Regions from separate parts of the Mus musculus genome. Here region 1 is linked to region 2. Evidence: chromatin contacts called from public HiChIP or PLAC-seq data. All regions are on one chromosome and are shown on one strand. The core of a region is the stretch at or near the end of the contact, and the rest is flanking DNA. Distances in the headings are between cores, read along the strand shown. Region 1 overlaps Syngr1 (synaptogyrin 1). Region 2 holds the start of Cbx7 (chromobox 7).

Region 1 (5,944 bases), core at 3,435-5,934, 170 kb after region 2:
CCGGAGGCTCAGGACTTCCGGGGTGTCTGATTCTCTCTGCACCTCTGAATTTAGCAACCCAGAATCCTGGAATTCTTCTCCAATCTGATCTTTCCTCTGGCTCGCTTCTGAGTTGGCCGTGGGTCTACACCAAGCACCATCTGGTCTGGGCTCTGTTTCTAAAGACAGGATGGATGCATTCAGAATCGGGTGGAAACCATGGCGGAGGCTGTTCAGCTGGGTTTTCCCTTCTGTTTTATTATTGTGTTTATTTAGGGGTGCCTGCCACAGCACACAGCTGTCAGAGGATAGCTTTTGGTTTTCCCCTTCTACCCCGTGTGGATCCTGGGACAGAACTCAGGAAGCCAGGCTTTGGTAACCTCTACCTGCTGAGCCCTCCCCAGCCCTCCCCACCATTTTCTTAAGCTGTCGTGGAGAAGGAGATTCCTTTGGAGCCCGCTGCCGTCAGGTGGCCCCCTTGGGTCATGTCCTGCTGTCTGGGTGCTCTGCTGTGTCTGTGGGACCTTTTTTCTTTCCCCACCGCCCAGCCAACAACCGCAATGTATTTTTCCCCAGTGTCCTGGCCACCGCTGGATCCATATAGAGTTTCCTTCTGGTTTCCGGTTCACTGGTATCTGCTTTCGCTACTCCGTATGTTGCCTGCAGCCTCTGCAGATCTGGCCTTAAGGAGCTACCTAGGGAGGCTGCCTGGCACAGGGCACCAGCTTTGGATTCAGAGAACCTGGCATGCCAGTGCTGGCTCCCCCTCAGCCTCTCAGTCCCAATCCTCAGACAGGAGTGAGTGTGTTTGGTGGGTCAGCACACATCAGTTCACACCGTGGGCCCTTCCTCTCTCCACATCTGTGAGAGGCAGAGCACCTGAGGCCCTGTCCCCTGCTCTAGGGGGTTCCCACTTGGGTGAGAAACTAGATCATTGCTGCCAGCGAGGAGTCCTGTAGGGAGCTTTGGAAACCTCCAGAGACTGGTTGTAGGTCCTTGGAGACAGTTTGTCTATCTGTCGGCTCCTGTCCCCTGCAGGGGTATGGTGCTTTCAGGTGCACACCTCTATCCCCGATGATCAAGTCTGCTCTCAGGTTCATAATTCTTTGCTGTATGGGATCTGGGCAAATTCTGCAGGCCGCACCTCTGCTGCAGTCCGAACTCCCTGGCTCTGTCCAGCCTTGACACTGCAGGGACTTGCAGCTGTCCGGCCCATTCTTTGCAAACACAGGTTGCTTACTGAACCACTTCTGGGTCTGCATTGATTCCTGGAACCACCCTGACCTTAGAGGCCCGGGGCCCAGCCTTTGCTTGCCTTGGTGACCTTAATTCCCAGATGTCTTTGGGCTCCGCATCAGCTTCCTTCATCTCCTGCCACACCTTGAACTCATTTGCACCCTAGGGCTGTTTTCCAGATATCTGATGGGTTAAGGGACCTGACTGCAGCCTGGCTAAGTGGTCGCTTCTTCAGAGGTCCCCCCTGTCCACCTAGTCTGTCTTCTCTTAGACTACTTAGTGCTTCTTCCCGGTGCACTTCAGGACTTTGGTACATATCTGTCTCCATCAGTGTGAACAGGGACCTTGCCTGCCTTGCGGTTGTGGTGAAGATATACATATGAAGTGCTCAGGAGTTGCTGTTAAGTGAATAAAATACTGACCTCTAGAAAGACACCTCCCAGGCCCCGCCCCATGCAGTGCCGATCTGTGTTTGTGACACGGTCACACCCCTGAGGTTTGTGTGTTCTTCCTGCACCTGTCACAGAGTTTGAGGTGTGACCTGTACTAGGAACAGTCTCCAAGGAAGAAGGCCTGGAAGGGGGCCTAGGACAGGGAAAGGAAGGGAGGAAGCTCATAGCTGAAGGAGAGCAGAGCCCCCAGAGTGTGAATGGGGCGGCCTCTATACCTAGAAACTCAGGATGTATCCAGATTGTAGAGAGAGGAACCCCAAACGTGACCTTCCATCTGTAGGGTGGTGACACATTCGAGGTAACGGGACCAGTGAGAAGGGTTCCGTGACTCAGAGCCAGGTTTTGTCACCCAGCTTGTTCAGACTACTGTGCTTCCTGTGCCCGAAGACAATGGCCACCCTACAGTCCATCAGCCTGTGTTGACGGCTTCGGCTATCCCCACACCTCCGCTGCATCCTTGGTCCACAGCAGCCTCTCTGCTTCCATTCCTCTGCCTGGATTATGTGTGCCTCAGATCCCTGCGGGGCCGGCTTCTTATTAGCCCATCTCAAAGGGCCTGACTTCAGGATCCTCCCCTGATCATCTTGACCTTCCTGCTGTCGGCCTAAGCATCTATTCCCCTTATGCATCAATCCAACATCTCTCTGAGGCTCACTTGGGTCGTCCCCGCCTGGGCCTGGCAGGCACGCATTCATTCCTCAAAGTACATTGGAAGCCCTGGGCTGTTGTGTTCCCCCTGAGCGTGGGTTCAGACAAGTGAAATTGCATAGCTAAAGACCCAAGGCCCTGCAGGGGTTCTCAGACCAGACTTGTACCCCACAGGGTCACTCCCCACAGGAAGGTCTTACTGCACTCAATGCCCTGTTTCTACAAGGTTGCAGGCACCAAGAAGCCCACAGCCTGTGGTGAGTGCCTGACCAGAGCCGGAGCCTGCCACCGCCACTGTGGAGCCACAGGCTTCCCATTTCTGTCCTTCTGAGAGTGTTATGATCTTGTGCCTCACCCTCCTGGGGACGCATGTCTCCAGCACATTTTTCCTGGCCTCTCCAAGGACTCCCTGTTTGGCTTACCCTAGAGACCCAATCTTGATGGTTCCTCATCAGCTTTCCCCAAGGCCCAGGTTTCCGCCTGCCTGCTTCCCCTCTCGGCTCCTTCTCTCAGCCTTGGAGGCCATTTTCCTTGCTTTGAGAAGTGGGGCCCACTCTTGCGCTAGCACCTGCAGTGCTATTTCCTGGCCACAGGAAGCACCTCCTAGGCACCTCCTAGGCACCTCCTAGGCACCTCCTAGGCAGCGTTGCTCAAGAGTACTCTGGCTTGGCTCCTTCTTCCCTGTAGCCTCCAGGGAAGGGAAGCTATCTGAAAGGAACTTTCTCTTATTCCTGTGAGGCATGCCCTGCTCTGGGGCGCAAACCTCATGTGGAGAAGCTGGTATTGTTTTGTTTTGAGGTACCAGGATGGTTAGCACCTGACCTACCAATGAACTACATCCCCTGTGTGTGTGTGCGAGCATGCGCACGAGTGTGCCACCGTGCACAGGTGGAAGTCAAAGACAATTTTGCGGAGCTGTTTCTCTCCTTCGATGTTTATGTGGGTCCTGAGAGTCGAACTCAGGTCGCCAAGCTTGTGCTGCAAGCGCTTTTATCCCCCGAGCCATCTCACCAGAAGATACTTTTTCTAGAACGTTCATTGTCCAGTACACAACAAACCTCAGATTTGACTGTAGCAGGCTTTTCCTTTTTTTTTTTTTTAAGATTTATTTATTATTATATGTAAGTACACTGTAGCTGTCTTCAGACACCCCAGAAGAGGGCGTCAGATCTCATTAAGGATGGTTGTGAGCCACCATGTGGTTGCTGGGATTTGAACTCAGGACCTTTGGAAGAGCAGTCAGTGCTCTTAACCACTGAGCCATCTCTCCAGCCCATAGCAGGTTTTTCTGAAATCTATCTAGTCAAAAGGCTTCCATTCTGCTGATTTGGTGGCATCAGGTGACGTACAGGACCTGGCCATTTGCTGCTAGACGCCTTGGGTCTTTGTAGCTGCCAGACGCAGATGGCAGTGTGCAGAGACCAGGTAGCACTTGGTCTAGGCTGCTGCCCCTCAGCGCCTGCCCTGCCTGCCTGGGGTGTGGGTAGCCCTGGAGCCCCTGACATAGTCTTTGAAACCCTATCATAGGCCACTCCCCTCCTGTTCCCCTGAGCACCAGCCTGAACTCAGTGTTGCTTAGCCATCATATTGATGTTACAAGGTACAGCAAGGCTACCTGCTGGCCTCTCTCTCTCTCTCTCTCTCACCACCTGGTCCCCTGGTCCCTTACTTCAGGCCCTCCACTGGAGGCTGGTTACCTTGTGAGTCTCAGTTTGCCTTTTCTGTCAGTGAGCCATTCTAAATCACCTGCTGGGTTTCATGAGCCAGATGTAGAGCCAGTGAGCCCGAATATCCTGTATGGACAGGTCTGTGGTATCCTGTGGCTCACCAAAAACCTAGCCCCTTCCTTCCTTCCTCCCTCTCTCCCTCCCTCCCTCCCTCTCGCCCTTCCCTCCTTTCTTCCTAAATCAAGATAGGATCTCACTATGTAGGCCTAAGTATTTTGGAGCTTGCTGTCTAGACTGGGCTGGCCTCACATTTCCAAAGATCTCCTTCTCTGCCCATCAGGCGACCCCCCTCATCCCCTGCTTTCTGCTCTGCTCTGCCGCTGTTTTGCCTGTGGTAAAAGCAGCCGGTAGAAGAAATCACATCAAGTATGTGGCATGGTGGCACAAGCCTTTAATCGGCACTCGAGGCAGAGACAAGTGGGTCTCAAAGTTCAAGGCCAGTCTGCTTCTACATAGTGAGTGAGACCTGTCAGAAGGAAAGGAGGAAAGGAGAAAGAAAAACAAAACAAAACACAAAATATGTGACCTTGTGTCTAGGTTGGGCACCAGAGATAAGACTCAGGAACTCAGAATGTCTTGTGTGCTTAGCACATCTCTGCCTCTGCCCTCCCTTGCCCCTCCCCCGTTCCCACACCCCAGCCCTTGTGTCTAGTTTCATTGCATATTTCAGTTCTTCCCTTAATGGCTGGGTCAGGATCCACCTTGTAAAGGGCTGTGGGCTTTGCTTAATCTTCCTTCAGTGTCCGGAACCTGTGGCCTCAAGCTCGCTCTCATTTTTCCTCAGGAAAAGCTTGCATAATTCCCCCAAGTGCCTGTGCCTGTCTTCCTTCTGTTGCTTCGCTCTGCACCTTTCAGCATCGTGTAAAGTGCAGGCACTTAATAGAAATTCAAACATCACAGGCCCTGAGGCCTCGGGGATGTCACGAGGCAGTCATGAGGCCATAGCTAAATCGGACCACTGTCATGTGACACATAAGAAGACAAGAAAACAGTGTGAATGGTTCTTGGATTTCCCTCATTGTCTGTATCTCGGTTTCTTTAATCCTCTGGGTGTCAGCTGTGAGCATGCCAGGCTGATACTGAAGTGACAGTTCTTTATAGAAAGATACAAGGAGGGGGGGGGGCATCAGTTAAAAGCACTAAATGCTCTTTCAGAGGGCAAAGCTTCCACTCTCAGCACCCACATGGTGACTCACAGGGCGATCTGACGCCCTCTTCTGGCCTCTATGGGTTCTGCACACTGTGGTGCACAGACAGATTATCACTGCACATAAAATACAGTTATTGTTGGGTTTTTTTTGTGTGTGTGTGGTTTTTCGAGACAAGGTTTCTCTCCCTGGCTGTCCTGGAACTCACTTTGTAGACCAGTCTAGCCTAGAACTCAGAAATCCATCTGTCTCTGCCTCCCGAGTGCTGGGATTAAAGGCGTGCGCCACCACGCCCGGCTAAAATACAGTTTTAAATAAGTGGAAAGTTGTTGCTGAGGAGACGTCTCAGTTGGTAGGTTTTTGCTCTGCAGGCATGAGGACCTGAGTTCAGTCCCCACTATTCACCTGAGAGTTGGGCACGGTGGCTTGAGTTTGTAGCAATAGTGTGGAGGGAGGCAGGAGGATCTCTGGAGCTCACCAGCCAGACAGTCTAACTGAACCTCTGAGCTCCAAGTTTAGTGAGAGGTCCTCTCTCTAAGAGTAAGGCAGAGAGGACCAGAGGAAGACCTGACATTGATTTCTGGCCTATACATACATACATGTGTGCACACACACATACATGGGTACACATACATGTGTGCACACACACAGGTGCACATGCACACATTCGTACACACACAGATGCAAAGCAACAGCGAGTGGGAATGGGCAACAGCAATTGTCCCAGCTTCCGCTTCCAGCTCACCTCAGGCCA
Region 2 (5,799 bases), core at 250-2,749:
TCTTTATGAAAAGCCTTTGTCCACCAAAGGCATCCACCTTTCCTTTCTCCTGCATCCTTCGTTCATCCTGCATCCTTGTCCTCTGCCAGAAAGCCAGTTCTGAGAGAGAAAAGGGAGCCTTGAGCTCTAGAGTACACTGCCGCCTCGGTAGAGATTTGGGAGTGCTGAGTTGAGCGAATGAGTCCCCTGTCTGACCCACCTCTCTGTTCCTTGTTAGAGGAGATGATGTCTATACCCGCTTCAGTCTAGTACCGAGAAACAGCAAGGAAAGAAAGCAGCCCTAATCAATAGATCGCCAAGCTCCAAGCCACCTACCTTGGGCCCACCGGAACCCGTGCTGAGGATGCTACAGCAGACACTCTCATGCCTGCACTTAAGCCAAATGGAAAAAAGGTGGCTTCAGGAGCCTCCGAAACAGATGGCAAGGAGAAAAGGAGAGGGGACCCTCCCTTAGATCCAGGACAGGAACTCTTTTCATTGCATATGGCCAGCTCCAAGTTCACTCTGGGAAGAGCCCATCAGCAAGCACGTGCACAAAGATCGCAGACTTGAGGTCTGGACAGGAAACTGCAGGTTGAGGTGTGCGGCCCTAAGCGCGGCAAAACCACCTCCTTAAATCTCAGGGTGTGTGTGTGTGTGTGTGTGTGTGTGTGTGTGTGTGTGTGTGTGTGTGTGTGTGTGTGTAAGTGTAAGGCCTTGGCAGAGGTGGGAGGAGCTTTGAGGATGTCCCAACAACAGTGGCCCAGGCTTCAGGGCAGCAGCACCCGGCTGGAAGGTTGGGGGAGGGGAGGAATGGGAGCGGAGAAGAAAGGTGTGCCCTGGGGGGTTGGGATCGGGAAGGTCAAAGTCCAATAAGAAAACTTCAGAGGCCACAGGAGACTTTCCTAAAGCTCTGCGGCCAACTTCAAAGGACTTGGTACTAAATATCCAGAGAGCCGAGTTCGAGACTCACTTTGACTCTAACGCACTGGCAAGTTGCTTCATCAACTTGAGCTTTAGTCTCCTCGAAAGTGAGCGTAAAGGGAACGAGACGGAATAGAACTCAGGATCTCTAGTCCTATCTTCATCTCCATCCCAGGTGGCCTCGGATGCACCAACATCCGAGGGCAACAACTTTAACTCTACTGGCCCTACATAGTGGTGGGGAAAGTGAGGAACAGGATGTGGAGACCCGCCAGGCAGCCCAGGGTCCCCAGGTCACCCCTGCACCACTTTCTGCTCTGCCCAACCTGGAGTGGGCGGTGCTGAGGAGCGGGAGGCAACCTCGCCCTGTCCCGGGAGCCGCCCCCGAGCAGCCTCACCTTCCGCACGCGCTTCTTCCGGATGCTCTCCACCGCAAACACCTGCTCGCCTATGGCTGACAGCTCCATGCGGGGCGGCGGGCGAGTGGGCCCAGGACCGGACCGGGCTGGGCCGGGGGTGGAGCTGCGGGGCCGCGGCGGCTGCGCGCGATGCTCGGGACGGCGGGGACCCCGTCAGGCTCGTCCGGGCGCGCACGCGCACGCGCGCACACCCCCTAGTGTTCCCTCACGCCGCCGACGTTCCATTTTTGAACCTGCGCAACGTTTTCCCCAGCGCCAGAGAGCGGGTGCGCGCGCGCGTGCCTCTGAAAGCGCCCAGAGGGTCAGCTCCGCCCCCTCGCTGCCGGAGCCACGCCCTACTCCTTAACCCCGCCTGCTGACCAAATTGGGCAGCTGGCAGCAGGTCTGATGCTCCTGGCAGTCTAAGGTCCATCCCATCTCTCAGTTCGGCTTCTGGGCTGGACGTGATCAGTCTTCCCAAGTCCCCCTAAAGACTGAGAAGGTCCGAAATGAAGTGGCCTTAAAGCCGAGATTAGCAAGCAAGTAATCTCAGTATTTAGACAGCTGAGGCAGGAAGATCAGGAGTTCAAGGCCAACCTTAGCTATGTAAGACCCTGTCACAAATAAATACATTGAAACAAGGATTGGAGAGATAGCACTTCTGCTCTTTCAGAGGACCTGGGTTGGTTCCCACCTCCAACATTATGGTTCACAACTGTGGCTCCATGGAATTCCATACTATCCTCTGATGTACTCATACACAGTGTGCACATACGTACACGCAGGCTAACAACCACTCATACACATAAGTATTTATTCAGAAATAAGACAAAACCTTTAAAGTTGGAGGTAGTACTTTATGCCTTTAATCCCAGCACTCGGGAGGTAGAGCCAGGCATATCATTATGAGTTCGAGGCCACTTTGTTCAAAACAGTGAATTTTAGGACAGCCAGTTTCCTTTCCTACAAAGGAGACAAGGTCCGGCCGGGTCCGCGCGGCAGGAGGGACAGACAGCAAAGCTTTCCACCCGGAGTACGTAGTCTAAGCAGGCCTGAACAGGTGCCTCTGAGTCCCCCGCTCCAAGCACGCTTCCACCCATCAACCCAAACCAGTCTTAGTAGGTGATGCGAAAACGCACCGCGAGCGCCCTTCCCTGAGGGACCAGGCTAGGCGCTGCTAACACCTCGTCGCAGGTGGAGACCCACTTTTGCCGTCTGCAGATCCCACAACAGCCTGGACTCCAGTGGTTTTTCCACCTCGCCCTTGGTTTGCTGACCGTTTGCCTCAACTAAATGTGGAAGGAAAAAAGTCCTCACCCCGGAGCCAGCACCAAGCCTTTTCAGTTTTCGGCATTGTTGAGGACAGGTCCGAGTCGTCCCCAACTCCTCCCATTTCCTCCTAATTCCTGCTGTTCTGACCTTCTGGAGGAGACTCAGGGCTTCCCCCTCAACATCACCACCCCCCACAGCCTGGATTCTTAGCAACAATCCCCTCCCCCACGGGGCCCAGTGATCGCAGTGCGCTTTCTACCACCAGACCCGACCGAGTCACTCAGTGCTTAGAAGCATTCTGGGGTTCCCTATTCTTAGAATAAACTCTAAGCACCTATGTCTGGCGAAGAAAAAAAAGAGAAAAAGAATGTTACATTGGCACCTGAGCTTTTTTTTTTTTTTTTTCAAATCAAGTGCAAAGGAAGCCAGAAGGCAGGGGATGACATGTCCCTGTCCCCAGAGAAAATTACCACCATCCGAGAACTATAATATTCCATGGAAACATCTACTAAGAACAAATGTACAATGAAGATATTTACGAATACAGACCCTAGAAATTCCCCTATCCCTAAGGGGAATTCCAACCCAAGAACAAGACAAGCAGGGCTCAGGGAAGTCTGGGGGTGGGGCGGAGGACAGAGGGGTCTGAGGTCTGATGCAATGAGGAAGAGACGATGAAAACGCTGGTGGCAAAAAAAAAAAAAAAGGCAGAAACCGCGTCCCCCCCCCCGACCCCCACCACAAAAAAAGATGGGAAATTAACAAGAGGCAGAGTAACCCCAGCGAGCGGAGTTCAAGTATTCTAATATCCTTACACACACCCCGGAGCAAAATAAAAAAATCCGTTAAGAATACAAGTTGCCAAGGTTAGAAACACCAAGAAAAGCAACCAAGCAAGAAGAGAGAAAAATAAACACATGATTTAAGTTCAAATGTTCTGTGATTCAGTAAACGTAGGGAACTAATACTGGGGCCAATTAAAAAAAAAAATGAAGCTGCATGAAATTGCCCAGCTGATGCAGTTTGCACAAAGTAAATACGAAAGGGGTGTTTGTAAAGGAGGGATAGTAACCGGATGGAGACTGGCGCTGGCGGGGCCATTTAAATATGAGGGAAAAAACGCATCACAAACACAAAGGAAGCCCCTTCTAAATAAAGGGACCGCTTTACCAGGAGAAAGGCTTCGAATTGGCATGCAAAACACCACAGCTGAAGGGGTGGGGGAAGAACACACACACACACACACACACACACACACACACACACACACACACACACACAAAACCACAGGAATCCACAAATTAGAGTCAGAGGTTTACTCCCCGCCCTCAACAGACCAGCAGAAAAATAGTAAGAGACCGTAAGAGACCGGAAATTTTAACGAGATTTGTAACCTTGACTAATGGACTTTTCTACAGCTTCTACAGTTTTCCTTCTTTTCTTCTTTTGGTTTTTAGTGACAAGGTTTCTGTGTAGCCCTGGCTGTACTGGAACTCACTCTGTGGACCAGGCTGGCCTGGAACTCACAGAGTCTGCCGGCCTCTGCCTCCAGAGTGCTGGGATTTTTATTTTATTTCTTTAGAAAGGATTTAACAGTGTTGACAATCCTCTGGGAAAAATAACCAAGAAGAGAGAGAGAGAGAGAGAGAGAGAGAGAGAGAGAGAGAATACAACTAGCTAACACCAAGGATAAAAAAGTGAAGAATCTACAGAGTATTGGAAATCTTGATTATATGAGGAAGCCATTTACAAAAAAAAAAAAAATCATTCCAATGAGGAATAAAGATTAATGGGCCCCCTCCCTGGTGAGCTAAGTGTGGAATGTGACGGTCACTGGCCTCCAGCCTCTGGATTACAGGATTGCCACCAAGCCCAGCTTTTTTTTTTTTTTTTTTTTTTTTTAAATCAAAGTAAATTAGAACCACAAGGGAATGGTTTATTCCCAAGGAAATGGTTCACTCCCTGTGAAGGTACCAAGGGAAAAAAAATGTACCACAAATTTCCTCTCTAGTGCCTGAGCTGCGGGAGGCATCTGCTGGCGATGGACGGCCGGGTGCACACTGGGCCAGCCAGACTATAAGAGTAGGAAAAGCACACACTCAACTCCGGGTCAAGAAAACTGAGTCTCCAGCTTCAGTGGAGGCTTACAATTCCAGTCCAGCTGGTTCAATCTCTTCGGCTAAAGGACCACCCCCTAGGGAGGCGGGCTTACTCTAAACCAAGTCCACCCCAGGGTGCCCTCCTTTACAGACTGTAACCACCCTCTGCAAGGGTCTTAAATCGATCTGATTTTCTGAAATGTGTAACTTTTCCTTTTATTTATTTATTTTTAAAATCTATTTATTTATGTAAATAAGTGCTCTGTTTGCACATGTGCCTGCCTGACAGAAGAGAGCATCAGACAGAATAGGGGCATTAAATTCCATTACAAATGGTTGTGAGCCGCCATATGGTTCCTGGGAATGGAACTCAGGACTTCTGGATAAGTCACTACTGTGGCATCTCTCCAGCCTCTTTATTTATTTATCTTTATCTTTTTCTTTTTTTTTTCTTTTTTTTTTAAAGATTTATTTATTTATTTATTATATGTAAGTACACTGTAGCTGTCTTCAGATGCACCAGAAGAGGGCATCAGATCTCATTACAGATGGTTGTGAGCCACCATGTGGTTGCTGGGATTTGAACTTCGGACCTTCGGAAGAGCAGTCGGGTGCTCTTACCCACTGAGCCATCTCACCAGCCCCCATCTTTATCTTTTTCTAAGCACACTTTTCTTAACCCTCTGGGCGTTTGCTCCAGCCTGTTGGGCTTATGCTAAAGTTTCCCTCCCTGCCAAAGATGTCAGTTGATCACATGACTGCCCTCCAGGACAGCTCCATTTAAGGCCTCTTCCTTTCTCTCCTCCATCCTTGTCTGGACGGCTGCTGTGCTTTAACCTCTTGCTCAGAGTTTTCCCAAAACTCTAACAGAATCGATTGTGTTCTCTCATTTGAGCCTAGTCTTAAATTCTTTTATTAATGAAACTAAGACGGGCTGGAGAGATGGTTCGGTGGTTAAGAGCACTGACTGCTCTTCCAGAGGTCCTGAGTTCAATTCCCAGCAACCACATGGTGGTTCACAACCATCTGTAATGGGATCCGATGCCCTCTTCTGGTGTGTCTGAAAACATCAACAGTGTACTCACACACATTAAATAAATAAATCTTAAACAAACAAACAAAATGAA

Evidence for each region. HiChIP or PLAC-seq counts read pairs in DNA pulled down with a chosen protein or histone mark.
Region 1: an H3K27ac HiChIP or PLAC-seq map of microglia shows a contact between it and region 2, with 3 times the contacts expected there. The contact joins the enhancer-like site here to the promoter of Cbx7 in region 2. A contact is called at or near these places in 3 of 39 promoter capture datasets (cranial neural crest, liver and neural stem cells), 2 of 15 datasets of contacts at CTCF or cohesin (CD8 T cells and embryonic stem cells), 4 of 484 Hi-C or Micro-C datasets (the HL-1 cell line, bone marrow-derived macrophages, liver and 1 more), 25 of 115 datasets of contacts at active chromatin or transcription factors (SST interneurons, T-cell acute lymphoblastic leukemia, bone marrow-derived macrophages and 17 more) and 3 of 9 other capture datasets (adipose tissue, liver and pancreatic islet).

Annotation. Positions count from the first base shown.
Region 1 is chr15:80,100,962-80,106,905 of GRCm38.p6, forward strand. The region is part of intron 1 of Syngr1 (synaptogyrin 1); the gene reads left to right. Among named protein-coding and RNA genes, the nearest start is that of Gm31134, 12 kb to the left of the region's middle. Within about 2 kb of position 4,685, at least 30 of the 459 cell types and tissues checked have an H3K27ac peak or open chromatin away from gene starts, as enhancers often do. A contact at or near this core is called in bone marrow-derived macrophages, embryonic stem cells, extraembryonic endoderm stem cells and 1 more, where this site is marked.
Region 2 is chr15:79,931,147-79,936,945 of GRCm38.p6, forward strand. Cbx7 (chromobox 7) reads right to left here and starts at 1,500. Exons shown (of 7, transcript NM_144811.3): 1 at 1,302-1,500. The coding sequence starts at 1,370.